Regions from separate parts of the Mus musculus genome. Here region 1 is linked to region 2. Evidence: chromatin contacts called from public promoter capture Hi-C data. All regions are on one chromosome and are shown on one strand. The core of a region is the stretch at or near the end of the contact, and the rest is flanking DNA. Distances in the headings are between cores, read along the strand shown. Region 1 holds the start of Sertad4 (SERTA domain containing 4). Region 2 holds the start of Ppp2r5a (protein phosphatase 2, regulatory subunit B', alpha).

Region 1 (3,022 bases), core at 191-2,690, 1.5 Mb after region 2:
GGAGGGAGGGGCTGGGTGGGAAGAACAAAACCCTTCAACGCTCCAAACCTGACAGGTGTCGGGTTTTTTTTTGTTTTGTTTTTTTTTCAGGTCCTTGTGGTGCCCCGGGAAGTGCAATGGCCAGCTGCAGTCCCAGGAGGCTAAGAGTTCTCTGTCGGTGTTGGGGGTTGGGAATGCAGGTGTGTGTGTGTGGGGGGGGGGACGGACACGACTAAGGAGGTCAGAGGTTTCCCACTGGGAGCTTTGGGGTTAGCATTCTCAGTCCAGGCCCTAGGAGGGGTACAGGGGTGTGACGGGTCCCTTATCCAGGGTCTCAAACAGACGCACCCTGGAGACTGGTATCACTGCCCTTAAGCCCTTTTCTGGACCGAGGGCACCGTCCGGCTAGCCGCTGGCCGCAGGGAAAAGTAAACAGCCCAAGTGTCTGGGAACAAAGGCAAGTTGTCTTCCAAGGTGCTGGAGCCCAGTGCCTCTCCTGAAGAATAAGGGCTATCATTATTCGCTCTTTCTAAAAACCAAGTTTCCTTCTATGGGAAATACACGCCAAGGTGGGATTCCAAGGCTATGACTCACAGCGGCTGGCGGGGCCACACTCCAGCCCGCAGCTGCCCTGGTCCTTCGCCGAGCTGCTGCCGCCCGCGCGGTACGCGCCGCTGGAGCTAGGGGTGGACCTTGGTGCCCCGCTCCTGCGGCCCGGCACTCGGGAAAGTTGCGGGGCCGAGGAGACTGCTAGAGGCGGGGGCGTGGGCCTGGCAGCCCGCGGGGAGGTGAGCCGAGGACAGCGCCGCCCGCAGCCAGGAGCAGGGGCGGGCGCGGAGGTGGCGGGGGACACAAGGTGTCAGCTCCGGCAGCGGCGCCTTGTTCCGCGGAACGCGCATCCCTGCGCCCCGCAGGCCCTCCTCCCTACCCTCTTGGCCCCAGGCCGACCCTCCTGCTACCCGGGGAAACCCGACTCGCCGCCACGGGGTCTTCGCCCACCGCCCGGGTCGCCTCGTGCGCGCCGCAGCTCCCGGGAAGGGCGCGCGACCCCGGAGAGCGCGCGCCGCCCCCGCGCCCCGCTGTGTCCAGCTGCGCCCTAGCCCCACGCGCGACCCTCCCCGCCCCCGCGCGCCCTGGGGTCACGGCTCTTACCGCGCGCCCCGCGCTCCAGCCGCCGCCGTCCTCCGCGCGGCCGCCGCTGCCCACGCGCCTCCCGGGCCCAGTCGGCGTGGCCGGGTACGCGGCGGCCGAGGTCCCCGCAGGTCCCGCCGCCGCCGCCGCAGACGGTTATGGAAATGAGCCGATGTGTCTGGCGAGGAGCGCGAGAAACCCGTCAATCCTGTTTGCCATTTCCCCGCGGATTTCCGAGCCTGGCTCTGCTGGATGCCCCCGGGGCGAGAGGGAACCTGACAAGCGCGCTCCCCGCCTCCCTCCGCTCTGCCAGATCGCGGGGCGCCGCGCCCCCGCCCGCCCTGCCTCCGCCCCCGCTCCGCCTCCGCCCTCGGGGCCGCGCGGGCCGCTCCCGCCCGCAGCCCGGACCCCACGCGCGCAGCCCGCGGGAGGCAGGGGCTGCAACGCACGAAGCGTTCATCGCAACCTGCCCAGACGTCTTGTCTATTTTTTAGATTTTGCTTTAGTTTTCTTATTGTGTGTGCGTGTGATTTGAAAAAAAAAATCTGTGCCTTTCCCACCCCTTACTAAAGACTTTCTTCCCCTCTGTACAGCACACGGAGATGAGAAACAGATGTCAGAGCTGGACTGAGCCTTTGCGCTCCCCCGCCCGCTCGATCCCTTCCCCAGCAGCCTGGGTGTAACAAGGCAGCACTCATCCTGCGGCCACGTGAACTGGCAGCTACTGGGTGCGGATCCCCGTGGGGGAAACCTACAAGAAAAACAAACAGACAAACAAACAAAAACTAATAAAGAAGCTTGCCCTTGGTGGAAAGGCTGTGACAGGAGCTCAAGTCATTTTATTTTATAAATAGTGATTTCCCCCCCCTCTTCTTGTAGTGGATTCTATTGGAGTTAGTTTTTGTGTGGATTTTTATTGTTTTGTTTTTGAGACTGGGTCTCACTGTGTAGACCAGGCTGGACTTGAACTTTTAGAGATCCGTATGTCTCTGTCTACCAAGTGCCACCAAGCATGGCTGGGTTTTTCTTTAAAAGCAAAACAAACAAACCGCAAACACATTGATTCATAACTGCTGTCTGGGTCCCTCTGTCATGAAGAGGTCACTTCTGGTGCAAAGAAGGAAGAGGTTTAGAGAGGTAGACCGTAACAAAGCGCGGGTGGGGGAAGGGAGGCACCTGTGCAAAGTGTTAAGAACTGCTACTATGCCAGATGCGCTGAATGTGACACAGTTCTTTATAGCAGTGATCCTCCCGCCTGCAAGATCCAGGCCTCTGACTGCCTGGTCGCTGCGAATCCAGGAGGCGCACAGACTGCAAACCAGGGGGAGAGGATCAGCGCCTGCAGATTGAGCTCCATCTGATTTGCATGTTTATTTCCTAGAATTGTAATTAAATTTGTGTAATAAATGTTTTCCATTTCATTTGTACACTCAAAATTTGGGTGACTGACATGCAGCTAAGTGAATTTCCTTTTTTTTATTTTATGAAGTAAATGTGCCTTATTCAATAAAGTAGCAAATATTAACCATCGTCAGGACTAATCTATTTAGAAAGTGTTTCTATTGAACTCTGTGCATCAAAGACACAAAAATTCTTAGGGTATCAGGACACCAAGAGAACAATGCTGAAAACAGGAGGCCGTGGCCAGCATATTTCAGTTTTTCCAAAAGACAGTCCAGGGTTGCACGCCTGAGATTGGGCTTTCTTGGGTTCATTCCAAACCATGTTAAATTGCCCTGACTCATGCCAAGATGGGCATTAGATGATGATTTCGGAATTTTCGAGATAATTTTTTTCTTCAGTCCATGAGAGTCCCACGTCCAGGTTGAGGGTAGAGTCTACTCTTCACTGGAGGGAGGAGGCACAACTGCTTTAAAGCAGTGCAGTTTGGGGAATCCAAATTCTAACCTAA
Region 2 (3,486 bases), core at 306-2,805:
TTCTTTTATTTCTTGGCCTTGTGACTCATTCTCTAGGTTTCTATCAGGTTGCAAAGAATTTCTTAAATATCTAGGAACATAAACATCTTTTCCATTAATGACATCTAGCTCATAAAATGCAAAGACGTAAAATTATTAAATTAAAAGCCAGTAATTCTCAAAGAATAAGCAAGAACGCCAGTAAACAACTCATGAAAAGCCTCCAAACCGGGTGAGAAAAGAGAGCCAAAAGGAGTGCCAAGCACTCCTGCGAGGCATTAGGCACGGATACCAATCTGAATTACTTACAAAACCTTACAAAGTCCTTGGAAGCATAGCCGCGCTAACCAAGTTCCCGTTCCACGGCAAAGAAATTACTCTTCCTTCATAACCTCTCCAAAGACAATCGAGGTCTTCTGAGGTATAACATTTACGTCTAACGAGACAGTAAGATCTGTCACCTGGTCCCGGTTTTAAGCTAGTTCTATATAGCTACGTCTAAAGGCCAGCTAACTCGGCAGCAGTTTGTTTGGACCCTGGATGTGACAACTGAGGGACAAACAGAGAAAGAGAAGAACTAGCTAAGCTTGGAGAAAACCAGGGTTGAGGCTCAGCGAGGCAGGGAGTCGAAAGACTGGACGAGGGAAGGGAGCGCAGGTACCTCTGGGGACCCTGAAATCGCCAAGGCAAGGGCAGGCGGGGCAAGCGCGCAGGTGGGAAGGGGAGTAGGGCTTGCCCCGGGAGCGCGGGCCAGGGGCGGCCGGGGGTTACCTTTGAGCTGGGGCAGGGGGTGCAGCTCCGCCTGGCTGCCCTGGCTGCGGAACTGCGACGAGCCCTGAGAGCGCTTCTGCCTCTGCGCCTTGCGCACCGATTTCCGGGTGAAGCCGTCCACTTTCTCCGAGGCCGAGATGGCGGCGCAGGCAACTGGTGCGGGCGGCGACGGCGACGACATCTCGGCGACCCGGGCGATCGGCGCCTCCCGCGGCGGCTGGCCCGGGCAATCGGCGGGGGACGGGCACGGCGGGCCTGCGCCCCTGCGCCCCGGGCCCCGGCCGCGCCGCCCTCGCGCTCCGCGAGCTGCTCCTCACCCGACAGCGCCTCACGGCCGCATCCCCGCGCCGCGCGGCCGCCTCCCGGGGCTGGCGGAGGGGAGGGCGGGGGCGCGCGGGCCGCACAAGTTGCTGACGCCCGGCGACGAGGGCGGGCGGAGGCGAGCCCGAAGTTTGGACGGCTGGGGCGAGCGCGCGGGTGCGGACGCCGGGCGCGCCTCGCGGCCCCTTAGCGCGCGGAGTCCGGACAGGTCTTCAGCGGCTGCCGCCCGCGCTGTCCGCCCGGCCGGGAGCCTCCTCCCGGGGCGCTTCCATCGCGGGTCCGCGCGAGCCGCTGCCGAGCGCTCGTTCTCCTGTCAGCGATGGCCCCTCATCGCCCGGGGCGGCCACCCGTACCCCGATCCTTGGATCCTTGGATCCCTGGAGCGTCGCCCTCGCTCAGCCTCCCGCGCCCACCGGCCGCCCACGGAGCACGCCCGGGAAGCAACTGCTACAACTTGAGAGGGTGGCTGGTTCGGGTGAGGGGGGACTCGGTGCGCGTGCGTGCGCGCTCCCGCGGCCCGGGGGAGGTCCTCGCGGGGGGTGGAGGAAGGAGTTTGACTGACAACTTCCGCGGGGTCCCACTAGCCTCCGGAGTCTCCGGAGGGGGCCGGGGCGGGAAAGCATGCCAGTGCCCTCGGCCAATCGCAGGGCTAAGCGGCAGACGGGGGTGGGGGCGTGGCCTCCCGGCTGTCTATCAAGAGTCCATAGCTGGGTGGGAGGGAGGGGCTACGTGACAGACGCGGGCCACAACCAATCGCAAGTGAAGGCAGTGAGCGGGGTGCCTTGTGCGTCACAACTGTAAAGGAAAGCTCTCGGGAGGGAGAAAGGGGAAACGCCGCGCCGCTGTCGGCTCTTGTGTACGCCTGCGCTAGGCTCCAGGCTGGGATTGTTCTCCAGACAGCGCGTTAAGAGGGAAACTACACAGGCAGCTCAGAAAGCAGAAGAGCGTCCTCCCTCTCTTTGCGCCCTGCTTACCAATGAGAACATGAAGCGAGGGCCGGGGTGCCCAAGAACACCAAGCATTGCGTCAGTCGAACGGGGGCGGGGCCAAGGTCGTGTCAGAGCAACGTGATTGACAGGCGAAGGAGCCCCGGGAGAGAAATGAGCTTGTCCAATCGGAGCGCGGGGCTACGTTCTTGGGCGGGCCTTCTCCTCTCCGGTCCTAAACCGCGTAATTGGTGGTTGGGGAGTCCATTTGTAGCTCCCGAGGTCTTGGCGCCGCGGTTCGCTGATCGCTGATCTCGCGTGGGGTTTGGGCAAGCTCGTCTCTACCACTTCAGAGAGCTCTGCAAGTCTAGGCCCTCTGAAAAGAAGTTTCCCGTTTCGAACTTAGCCCAAGTTTAACCTCTTCTGCTGAGGCCCTTCAGTCATCTGTAGTCAAGTTCAGATTAGCTGATTTGGGGAATCTCTTCCTAAGAGATTCCGTCTAAGTTTTATATTTAAAGCCAAGAACTGCTCATGTTAGCTTTGGGCATCCGTATGATGCTTCAACAGAAAGTGATCCCGCCTGCCCATAGTGCCCCCTTTGCTCTGCAGTCTCTTCTGCAAGTCCCACACCTTTTCCTTTTGACATAAAAACGGAGGTTAAGTAGGCTGGCCTAATGCTTGAGGAGGATCGAGAAGTATGCAAAAGTAGAGTTCTAAACCTACACTCAAAACATTTGCTTAACCAAATTATATAACAACAGAAGAATGTATAACGGAAATATGGTGTGTATACACATATTTTTCCACCATAAAGAACGAAATAACATGTAGGAAAATAGGTCCAACTGGAGATAATCATATTAGGCTGAATAAGCCAGTTTCAAAAACATAAATATCTTGTTTCCTTTTGCTTGCGATTCCTAGATTTTACATAGGTACATTAAATCAAGAATTTGCGAAATAAAAGCTAAGCATAAGAAGTTGTCCAAGGGAATTAAAGGGATTAATGGAAGGGGAATATGTTTGATGTACAGAAAAGACTTGTATGAAATTTCTAATATAAAATTAAATATAAAAAATAAAAAGTTGTATACAGCCTTCCCAGTCAAAGAGGCTCAGATTGCAACAACAACTAAAAGACCTTTCTCATCCAATCAGATTAAGTTGACTAGCTCATAATGTTCAAAGCTTTTTATTTTAACAATTTGCAAATGATCCACCCATCATAATTCAAGGGTTTCAAGATCACTGCCAGCTGGCCTTTCAAAAGGCCATTTTTACATATATTTCCAGATTATAATATAATTAGATCATTTCTCCCTTCCCTCCAAACCATCGTTCTTGCATCTTTCAAATTCATAGTCTCTTTTTCTTTAATTGTTTATGTATGTATATATGTATGTATGTATGTATAGAAAGATAGATATATTGCTAAGTATATAAATAAAACCTCTATCCTTATAATGTTACCTGTATGTGTATGTTTCAG

The links. Promoter capture Hi-C pulls out the DNA fragments that hold promoters and counts their contacts.
Region 1: a contact with region 2 is called in a promoter capture Hi-C map of pre-B cells, with 3 times the contacts expected there. The contact joins the promoter of Sertad4 here to the promoter of Ppp2r5a in region 2. A contact is called at or near these places in 2 of 39 promoter capture datasets (cranial neural crest and pre-B cells).

The regions. Positions count from the first base shown.
Region 1 is chr1:192,854,312-192,857,333 of GRCm38.p6, forward strand. Sertad4 (SERTA domain containing 4) reads right to left here and starts at 1,441. Exons shown (of 4, transcript NM_198247.2): 1 at 1,132-1,441. Gm15867 (predicted gene 15867) reads left to right here and starts at 617. Exons shown (of 2, transcript NR_131748.1): 1 at 617-767; 2 at 1,704-2,545.
Region 2 is chr1:191,395,486-191,398,971 of GRCm38.p6, forward strand. It overlaps Ppp2r5a (protein phosphatase 2, regulatory subunit B', alpha), which reads right to left and starts at 1,556. Exons shown (of 13, transcript NM_144880.4): 1 at 751-1,556. The coding sequence starts at 931.